Regions from separate parts of the Hordeum vulgare genome. Here all the other regions are linked to region 1. The links are chromatin contacts, called in public Hi-C maps. All regions are on one chromosome and are shown on one strand. Each heading gives the region's core, a stretch centred on a gene start, on an enhancer-like site or on the middle of the called end of the contact. The rest is flanking DNA. Distances are from core to core; before and after follow the strand shown.

What was found. A called contact is a pair of places that touch in the nucleus more often than the background predicts.
Region 2: a contact with region 1 is called in a Hi-C map of seedling, with 4 times the contacts expected there. The contact joins the promoter of LOC123395592 here to the promoter of LOC123395690 in region 1. A contact is called at or near these places in 3 of 6 Hi-C or Micro-C datasets (leaf and seedling) and 1 of 1 datasets of contacts at active chromatin or transcription factors (embryo).
Region 3: a Hi-C map of seedling shows a contact between it and region 1, with 2.8 times the contacts expected there. The contact joins the promoter of LOC123396004 here to the promoter of LOC123395690 in region 1. A contact is called at or near these places in 3 of 6 Hi-C or Micro-C datasets (leaf and seedling) and 1 of 1 datasets of contacts at active chromatin or transcription factors (embryo).

Annotation. Positions count from the first base shown.
Region 1 is chr5H:55,085,399-55,088,828 of MorexV3_pseudomolecules_assembly, reverse strand. LOC123395690 (protein DA1-related 1-like) reads left to right here and starts at 1,529. Exons shown (of 13, transcript XM_045090725.1): 1 at 1,529-1,617.
Region 2 is chr5H:54,371,657-54,375,086 of MorexV3_pseudomolecules_assembly, reverse strand. LOC123395592 (calcineurin B-like protein 2) reads left to right here and starts at 1,853. Exons shown (of 9, transcript XM_045090612.1): 1 at 1,853-2,103; 2 at 2,253-2,466; 3 at 2,552-2,634; 4 at 2,793-2,852. The coding sequence starts at 2,346.
Region 3 is chr5H:55,660,964-55,664,393 of MorexV3_pseudomolecules_assembly, reverse strand. LOC123396004 (peroxisomal membrane protein PMP22) reads right to left here and starts at 1,535. Exons shown (of 6, transcript XM_045091030.1): 1 at 1,149-1,535; 2 at 324-428; 3 at 146-221. The coding sequence starts at 1,319.

The DNA of each region.
Region 1 (3,430 bases), core at 280-2,779:
ACTTTCATTTCTGAATCCTGATAAGCTATTTTAGGATTCTCTTGATTTTTTTTCCCATTTCGACGGGAAGTAGATGAATAACGTAAATCGACGAACTACACTTCTTTCATCATGTGGCTATGGAATAACTGTGCTTAATAAATAAATATTGTGTTGCTGAGTCGGTGTTATTAGCCCTTGGATGTTAATATGGCAACTATACAAATAGATTAAAAAAGTAGAGTCCCCGCAAAAACAGAGATTAAAAATAAGAGAATTTTAAAGCTAAGTATAAGCACATCTTTGTGTTTAACCAGTGGAGTACTCCTATCTGAATTTCTATTTCAGGCATATAAAACCTAGAATATATCATGCAACTTTATGCATATAAATGTGCAACATTGTGAGTTGCACATTCCTAAATGTAAAATGTTGCATCTATGTTTGTGTATTACTTTAGACTTAGCAATACCATAACGTAACTACATAAATTCAAAAGCGTGAACTAGACGAATCTAGACAACACCGGAACTAGTATAATCTAAATGAGAAACGAATTTTGTAGTCAAATATGGACAAAATTAAAATTACCATGCATAAATTCAGAAGCCAAAAAACTAGGCTAATCTTACTATTGAGCTGCTCAACGAAGAATTAAGAAATTATCGGTCCATGTGAACTTTTATGACAGATCTGATGCTTTTCGCTAAAAAGGAAAAGAAAAGGAATTATCGGTTTAGTAGCGATAAGGGTTGATTCAATATACAATGTCATTGTCAACTTTATGTATTCATAATTTTTGTCAAGGAAAAAGAAGGAAAACTTGGAAAAGAATACCATTGCTAACACTTGGATACTTTGGTAGTGTTGTTATGACATTGGCATATACCAAATTAACCCCTTTTTGTGGTGACACTATCCTAAGTTTGTTTACATTAATATTTTCTATATCATATCATTGCCCTATTCTTTCCATATAGTGTAAGTTAAATTATAGTTGAAACCCCTATATTAGAGAATACAAAATTAAATTAAACATGTCCTATATTTTGAGATGCGGAGTCTAGTAATAAGTACTTGTGTATCAGTATTGGAATGAAAAAAGACCCGCAGATATCGTGACTCTTCCTCTCGCCTCTATGTCCCTTGTTCGGGTGATTCCTTTTGGATGACGTCTGCGATGATTTCGGCAAAATGTGTCGCCATTGTGCGCCCCTCCCTCCTCACGTGCCACCTGCCGAATGCACGAGCATGCTAGAGTGTCATCATTGTGCCAACTCACCGCGCCGCACTAGGGCATGGACGGCGCAAGGCGGATTTCACCTTCCCTCCCCCTTCTGACCCAACAACTTCCTCCCTTTTTCTTCCTTCCCACGATGTCACACATTTGTTTCCTTCTTGCTACCACCTTTCCTGTCGTCTTCCCCCACCCTGGCTACCTACTTTTTTCCCACTCTCACATCTCTCTTGCGGTCTCTCCTTTCTTTATCCTTCCCGTGGGCGTCGTCTATCTCAAGACACCAGTGGTCCCCCCGTCTCTCCAGTAGTTGACCTTTTGCCCTAATTCTTCTTAGCGATCCAATCGTCGGCAGATCTGACTCTATTTCTTCTGAGGGTTCCCCCACGCCGACTCCAAAGGTTTGGTGGATTGTTTATAATGTTGTGCTTCTATGTTGTTCTATACGATAGAGCGTAGTTATTATATTCTGTTGATATTCTTCTTTAATCTCGTGCCCAAACTTTGATCTATGTTGTTCTTGATTTTCTTGTTGTTGAGTGAAGTTGAATTGGCCTCTATTCGTTTTAGAAGTCTTCTATTCGTTTTAGAAGCTTTGCTTCTGTTTGGGCATGAAGAACTCTGGTAGAGTTTGGCCTTCCACTCTTATATTATGATCGAATTGATCAGGTGAAAAGCATAAATCCATTTGATTTCGAGACCACCTTCTAAACACAGGAATATCTCCTCTATATAATCATGTTGTCCCTTTCACCACTAATGTTGAAACATGGACTCACCAAGTTATTCTATTATAAAATAAATACACATGTAGTCCTTAGGAATGCCCATTAATGTGAAAAATACTCAATGGGGCCATGTGAAAGAGAAGATTGATAATAAATGGAATGGTGGAAAGGAAATATTGGATCTACATGTGATGGAATGACCCTAACCAACTCATGCCTAAATAATGTACAATTGTACATGTTTCCTTCGTGGAAGCACCAAAAGGTGTATTGGAAAACATTTGGAAGGAAACGGAAAACAAAAGGAAATATTATCTAATTAATTGGCTTGTCGTTTGATTGTCAAAAGATCGTGGTGGCCTAGGAGTGCTGGATCTTCAAAAATCACATATTAGGGAGAACAGGAGATTACATTAGAGACATTTACAAATTAAACATATGGACAAATTCCTTTTTTAAATGAAGCATGCATTATATTTTGAGACATTTACAAATTAAACATATGGAAAATTTCCTTTTTTAAATGAAGCATGCATTAATATTTTGAGACATTTTCAAATTAAACAATCAGTCATGTTATTTATTACTCTCTCTGTTCTAAAATAATCAAAGTTTTTTTGAAGTCAAACTTCATTACGTTTGACCGAGTTTATGTAAAATACAAGTTAACATCTACAACGCCAAATTTTCCTCAAGCAATTCGTTATGAAATACTTCGTCCGTTCCTAAATATAAATCTTTATAGAGATTTCACTAAAAACTACGCACGGAGCAAAATGAATGAATCTACATTTTAAAGTATGTCTATATATATATCCGTATGTAGTATGTAATGAAACCTCTACAAAGACTTATATTTAGGAATGGAGGGAGTATATGTTTTCATATTATATACACTAGGATTGATGATGTTCATAGATTTTCTTTTCAGATTTGGCCAAAATTAAAGAAAGATTAAATGGGCACAATCCTAAAACTTCAGTTATTTTGAAATAATAATAAAGGAGTAGCTGGCTTTGCTTTCTTGATTTCTGAGAAATGATAAAGCGTAACCGCGTTGGAAGTGTAGAAAAACAAGTCAACCAGCAGACAGTCACTCTCCACTCCTCCTCTCACCTCCCCGTCCCTCCTCCGGGCGGATCCCCTCCCCGCATGACGGCCGCGGCGCGTTCGACGAAATGCGCCGCCGCGCCACCGCCCATGTGGTCGGGCGCCTCCCTTCCCATCCCGTTCCGTGCCACCCGCCGCGCGCACGAGCGAGGCGTCGCTGTGCCAGCTGCGCGGCGCTGCGCTGGGGGGTGGCGCGAGGCGGACGTCACCTCCCCTCCCCTCCCCCCGCTTTTTGACCGGGCAACCTCCTCCTCCTCCTCCACCACCACCACCTCCCCTCCGTTTCCCGTCCATGTCACGCATTTGTTCCCTTTTGCTCCCACCCCGCTTGTCCTCTTCCCCCGCCCCGGCCGCCTACTTGTCTCGCCCGCTCTCG
Region 2 (3,430 bases), core at 604-3,103, 710 kb after region 1:
AGAATTTTTTAAATATTTTTTGTTTTTCAATATGGAATAAGATCTCCAAGGGGCTCACACAACCACCACTTGCTTACGCCGAGGCCGAAACATGCAAGGACTCTATCACCACGCACGTAACAACATCACTCTCCTCCCATCTTAGAACAAATATTGTCTCCAATAGCCCTAACATGAAATACGAATGAAAAAAGGCACCACCATAATATGATTAAAACGAAACCAACATGAATAAACTAAAGCTAAACAACTGTCCGCAATAACCCGCTGGGGAAAGAAAAGTTAATCCCACGAGTGGAGAAATGGGGCGATAAAGCGCACATTAGCCTTTAGTCATACACAGAAACTCCATTCTTTTGTGGCTATAATATACTCCATCCGTCCGGAAATACTTGTCGAAGAAATCGATGTATCCACACGTATTTTAGTTTTAAATACATCCGTTTTTATTCGTTTCTCCGCAAGTATTTCAGACGGAGGGGGTACATATTTGCTAATTCTCATCAATATGAAAATTAACAAAATTGCATCTAATTTGTAGATTATCTCATCAATCAAACAGGAAAATAAAATGAAGAACCCCACGAATCTTTGCGTCAAATGATGTAGAAGTTAGATATGACTTTGTTAACTCTCATCTGGATGAGAGCTAGTCACACCCATATACTCCCCCTTCCCAAATACAAGTGTTTCTAAAGATTTTACTATAGACTACATACATATGTATATAAACATATTTTGAGTATATATTTATGAACGGAGGGAGTATAATATAACATGGAATACACGCGACATATAAGAAAAATAAAAATAAGAAAGAAAAATCTATGTATAAAAGAACGAGACTATCCAGAACTAGACTTAGAGACATGCTTCCTTCATTCCTAAATATAAGACTTTTTAAAGATTTCACTAATGAATTACATGTATATGTATATAGATATATTTTAAAATATAGATTTATTTTTTCTCTAATCTTGATAAGATCTTAAAAAAAATAATATAAAAACAGATGAAGTATTTTTTATATAAAAGGCACTCTAAGCACCACAGGGCACTCCGTGGTTCGAACCCGGCTGGGCTAGACAGATAGCTCTGTGCTATCCTAGCCAACAAGGTGACACTCCTCAAAAGTCTATGGGGGTGTTTGTTTTCAGGGACTTTTTGATGTAGGGATTAAAAAAAGTCTCAAAAAGTCCCATGTGAAACAAACGGGAGGGACTTTTAGGGACTAAAAGAGGGTATTTGAGACTATTTGGAGAAGTTCCTATGGAAGGGTCTTTTTATGACTTTTTGACACTTTTTTCCAACAATGCCCCTACTTTTAGCATGTCATTTAATAACTACTACTACATTACTAAGGGTAACATGGTTTTTTTGCATGTCATTTAATGACCTCTAGTCCCTATTTAGTCCCTGAAAACAAACGGGTAAGGATTAGAGACTTTTAATTGGAACTAAAAAAAAGTCTCGGGACTTCTGAAACAAACGCCTATGTATCATCTATAGAAAAACCAGGCAGTATGTAAAATAAGTGATATATTCTGTCTACCATCTCGTCTCAAAAGTTTCCACCTGCCTTATCAACCAAATCAGCTGTCACCTCATATAGCAGAAGGCAAGCAAACGGGAACGGTAGACTGCGACCGAAGCTAAATAAAAAAAAGGAATAAACGCGAGTGGCACGGAGACAAGCGTAAAAGTATCCCGGTGAAGAGCTGGGCGGCCTCCGTCCCTCCTCCTCCTCCCGGCTCGGCTCCTTTGCTGCGGTGGCTCGTCGCGGTGGGCCCCGCCCCCTGCAAGCCCGCGGCCCAATCATGAGCCCGAAACGAACCTCCCACCACCCCAGGCAGAGGCAGAGGCAGAGGCAGAGGGAAACAAAACGACGGGGCGGAGACGAGACGCGTCCCGTTCGCGCACGCTACTCGATTGATTGCTTCCTTCCGCCCGCTGCTCCGCTGCCGCCACAGCTCCTCCCTCCTCCTCCTGCTCGAGTCCCCCGGTGCCCTAGCCAGCCCGCTGCCACTGGCGGCGAGCGAGAGTCCGGATCGCGGGCGCCGCGCCGCTCCTTCCCCTCCCCTACCGGAGGGAGACCCCGCCGAGGTACGCCCGTCCGCCGCGCCCCTCCCCCCTTGCTTGCTCCAGAGTCCAGAGTCCAGAGCCCGGGCGATCGGATCCACCGCCTCGCGACGCGGGCCCGGCGCTGGCGCTGACGCTGACTGACACGGTGGCGGCCGACCCTCCTGCTGCAGGATCGAGGACCGGCCGGCCGCGGAATGGGCGGCCGCGATGACTAGCGGGGGTCGCGCGGCGGCGTTGTTGGCGGAGGCAGCGGGGCGCATACCATGGTGCAGTGTCTCGACGGCGTCAAGCACCTCCTCGCGGTCCTCTTCAAGTGCTGCGACCTCGAGCTCAAGCAGCCCCGGGGGCTCGAGGACCCCCAGGTCCTCGCGCGGGAGACCGTCTGTACGTCCCTCGACCTTCTGCTCGCTTCATTCATTCATTCATAGCGGGGGAACTGAGCTGAACTGAACTGTGCTGCGTGGCGCAGTCAGCGTGAGCGAGGTCGAGGCGCTGTACGAGCTCTTCAAGAAGATCAGCAGCGCCGTCATCGATGACGGGCTGATTAACAAGGTAGGCGGTCGCTGACGAGCGCTTGTTTCGCAGCTCAGTTCTGTGTGTAAGCACTGTAGGTTGCATATCGCTACTGTAGGTTATGTTCTGAGGATTGTGTTTGGGTATTGTGAATCGTCTGGCCTGTGCTGCGGTTCTGATTTGTTCGCGCTGTGCAGGAGGAGTTCCAGTTGGCGCTCTTCAAGACGAGCAAGAAGGAGAGCCTCTTCGCTGATCGTGTAAGTCCGCGTTAGTTCGACACACTTGATTGCTGTGTACTGCTGCTTGTCATGATGTTGCCGTTGCATATTTGGTATCAGCATTACTACCATGCACTTACTATTTGTAGGGACCTGGTCAAAATCGATGAGATTCAGGGGTTCTCGACAGTTAATGTTGCATCGGCAATTGAACTCTGTTCAATACTTACCGATGCTACACATGCGATAGTTGGCTCGTAATTATTTTGTCGAAATCGTATGAGTCAGCAGAATTCCGCTGATCCTCGCATCAGATATTCATGCATCACAGTATTACTCGGCCATTTATGTGTTTGGCGGAGTCCGACTTCGATTAGGCAAGATTTTTGGATAGAGCTAATAACATACGGATTCCGATATGGGTTCGGAGTGTCTGATTCAGCCCATGGCATGGTTTTTAGAGTCATACAACTATTACTATATGATTCTCAGTAGTCTGAAATAGGATTTACCCTTTCTGTCTTGTATTTCCGCTCGACAATTTTCTAAACAATGTCCATCATTGGTTAATCATGTGAGGTCTATGTCTACCTGTTAGCTACCTTCAACCAGCGGTC
Region 3 (3,430 bases), core at 286-2,785, 580 kb before region 1:
AATGATATCTGTACATATACATGAAAAGAGCTGCCAGCAAGATTTCTCTTAATATCTGTACTTTCTTTTGTTGTGAATATCTTGATATCTGTACATATACAGGAGTTTGATTTGGAAAATAAAATATGCATTCAACTTAGAATACCTTCAACTATCAGACCATAGTACATCATGAACATCATATTGTTCCATGGTGATACAGTTAGCTGCTCCACTATGACCTGCATATATAGTGCAAGAATAGCAGCTAATTAATTGAGCTGCAAGAAAATGATGCATGGTCCATGAGTAAATGCCAAGATCCAAGATAGTTGCATGCATGCCTTCTTGGCTGTAGTCTCTTTTCCTTTCTTCTGTCCCTTGAAAATCTTGTCCATAAGCTTGTGGAAAAAATGACCGAATGGTCCTGCGTATGCAAATCCATAGAACTGTTTGTTTGCCAATCACATGGTCATAATACAAGTTAGATACTAGTTACGACAGCGTATATGATATCAAAAGAAGAGTAGAATGAATGGATTGCTTAAGCTCTTTGGTGCATGCAGTACTGAACTAAAAAGACAGACACTAAGCATAAGGTCAAGCCCTTCATCTAACCATTAGTTTCTGCCCGATTCAAAACACGTCACTCGCATTCATATAATAAGAATGATAATATTATCTTCCACTCTAGAAAATCAGTAGATAAACTCATAAAACTGCAGATTTTGTGCAAAAATATGATCTTTTGTATAATGTACAAAGAAAAACATGAAAGTAGGATCAGTATACACAAATTTGTCTTTTTGTACAGTTAAAAAAATATCATAATTCTAATGTATATTGTACATCTACGGAAATTTACAAAATTATCTGAAAACTCACAATATAGTATAATTATTGTGGATTGCCGTTTTCTGAACTTAAACATAATACTAGTTGTTACTAGGTACTATTACTACCTAATTAGATTTGTGGAAATTAATAAGACAAGGTTACTGCGTTGGTTAACCTTGATTCATCAAATAGACGGCGGCAGTACTAACACCAGTAGTATTCTTACTTGGCGGGGTAGGTGGCCGGTGGGGATGGATCAAGAGATGTGACGTATGGATCGGCAAATTACAAAACAAGCAAGGGAATTGAGAAGGCAGTGGCAAGCTAGGTACCATTATGAGGAGGAGCCTCCTGAGCTGGAGCTTCTTGACGCCGGAGATCTTCTGGGCGACGGCGTCGCTGCAGCCGGCCAGCACCCCGGAGGTGATGGCCTTGGTGCGGAGAGGGTGCTTGGCGAGCTGCCTCATGTACGCCTGCCCCGCCATGGCCGCCACCTCAGACATGCCGCGCGGAGAGGCGGATCTGATCTTTTTCGCGGTGCTTTTTCCGCGAACGAATCAGTTGCTCCTCCCGATCTTTCTTCCTCCTCTGCTTCTCAAGCGGGCACCCCGCGCGTGCAGCGTGCAGCGTGCTGATTTATTATCGATCAACTCGGCCTGGTCAGTCAGGTCGCAGCAGGGTGGTTGGTTGGTGGGCGAGTAGGTCGTGCGAGTTAAGTGCTCGGAAATTGGTACGGTGGCTCGCTCGCTACGAGCGAAGAAATCGAAAGGAAACGGGCACGAAGCCGGCGGTTGAATAATCGACGGCCTGCAGCCAATCGGGCATCGGTTTAGCATATTCTTCTAATTTAACCTCTAGTTAGTCAAACTTGGTGACCACGTTTTATATAGGACTATGAACGTCCTTTTTCCGGTCTAGGGAAAACCCTAGAGGTGATGATGAACTTGGATGCTGCTTCCTTAGTAATAAAAAGTATAAATAATGCATTAGAACATCTATCCAATAGCCGTTCAACCGTCGCCTGCGTTAAAAACATTTTGCAGCATTAAAATAATGACTTTTAGAGCGCGGAGAGCGCTAGCTTCAGCGAACGTCGTAAAAAATTGTACGCGCGAACAGCTCCAGCAGACGCTGCAAAAAAAAAATGATTCACGCCCAGCACAAACAACATATACCACTTTAAACAAAAACAATAATAAGATCAAACACATAAAAAATAATAAATAATTCAATTATTGTCAAATAGTTTATCTTCCAATACAATAATAGTTCGACATTACAACATCAAGCGTACAACATCAAACATACAAATCATCATTCGTTTTATCGGTCATTCCATTTCCACCACTCCTCGATTAGGCTGGCCATAGTGGGAGTAACTTAGGTAGTATCATGTTCTTGAGACTAGCAAACATGCTGATGTGACACACAATTAAAGATGAGAGGGAGGGTTGGAGTAATATCATATGCATGATACTACTATATGATACTCTCCACTATGACCAGCCTTAGATCCTTCTGAAGATCATTATGCGTTTGGTCACGTCGAATGGCATGATAAGAGGCAACAAATCGGACCACCCTCGCAGCACTCCGATACACTCGCACGCAATGTCTCAAGAGCTCATACTGAGAGTAGTCTAAATCTTGGCCACGCTCATTCTCGATGATCATGTTATGCATGATCACACAAGCGTGCATGATGTACCAAATGATCTTTTGATCCCCAAATCTAGCCGGTCTTCTGAGAATAGCAAATTGGGCTTGTAAAATCCCAAAATCTCTCTCCACATATTTCCGAGCCGCCCCCTCTGCATTATAGAAATCTATATTTTTCTTACTTTTCGGTTTTTTCAACGGTTTCACAAATGTTTGCCACTTCGGGTAGATGCCATCCGCAAGATAGTAGCCATAGTTGTATGTATGTGCATTTGCTACAAACTCCATCAGTGGCAGTTCACCATTTGCAATATTATTCATGAGTGGTGACCGATTAACAACGTTGATGTCATTCAAAGATCCACGCATTTCCAAAAAAGCATGCCAAATCCAAGTCTCTTGATCGGCCACCGCTTGAAGAATTATGGTGGAACCCTTTTTCTAGTCATGGAATTGCCCATGCCAATGCCTTTGGACAGTTCTTCCAACTCCAATGCATGCAATCTATTGAGCCAAGCATACCTGGGAACCGGGAGCTTTGTTCATGTACAATAGCCTTGCGATGTCTTCAACATTGGGAGATCTGAAATACTCCGGGCCAAACACTTGCACAATTCCGACTACGATGCGCTTGACACACGTGATGGCCTGCCTCTCACCCATGGCCAAGTGGTCATCAACTAGATCAGCCGGAATACCGTATGCCAACATACGCAAAGCGGTTGTCATCTTTTGAAAGGTGTTATGCCCGAGTTTTCCGGCGGCATTCCTCCTTGGCTGAAAAACTGATCATGTCTCGTCAGTTTCTCTGCAATGCGCCTGAACAACTCGATGCTCATCTTAAACCGTCGCCTGAAGTAGGACTCGAGGTACTCCCTCCATTTTTATTTACAAGGCCACTATCAAAATTACAGTTTGCAGAAATACAAGGCCACTAACACTAATCGATGCAATA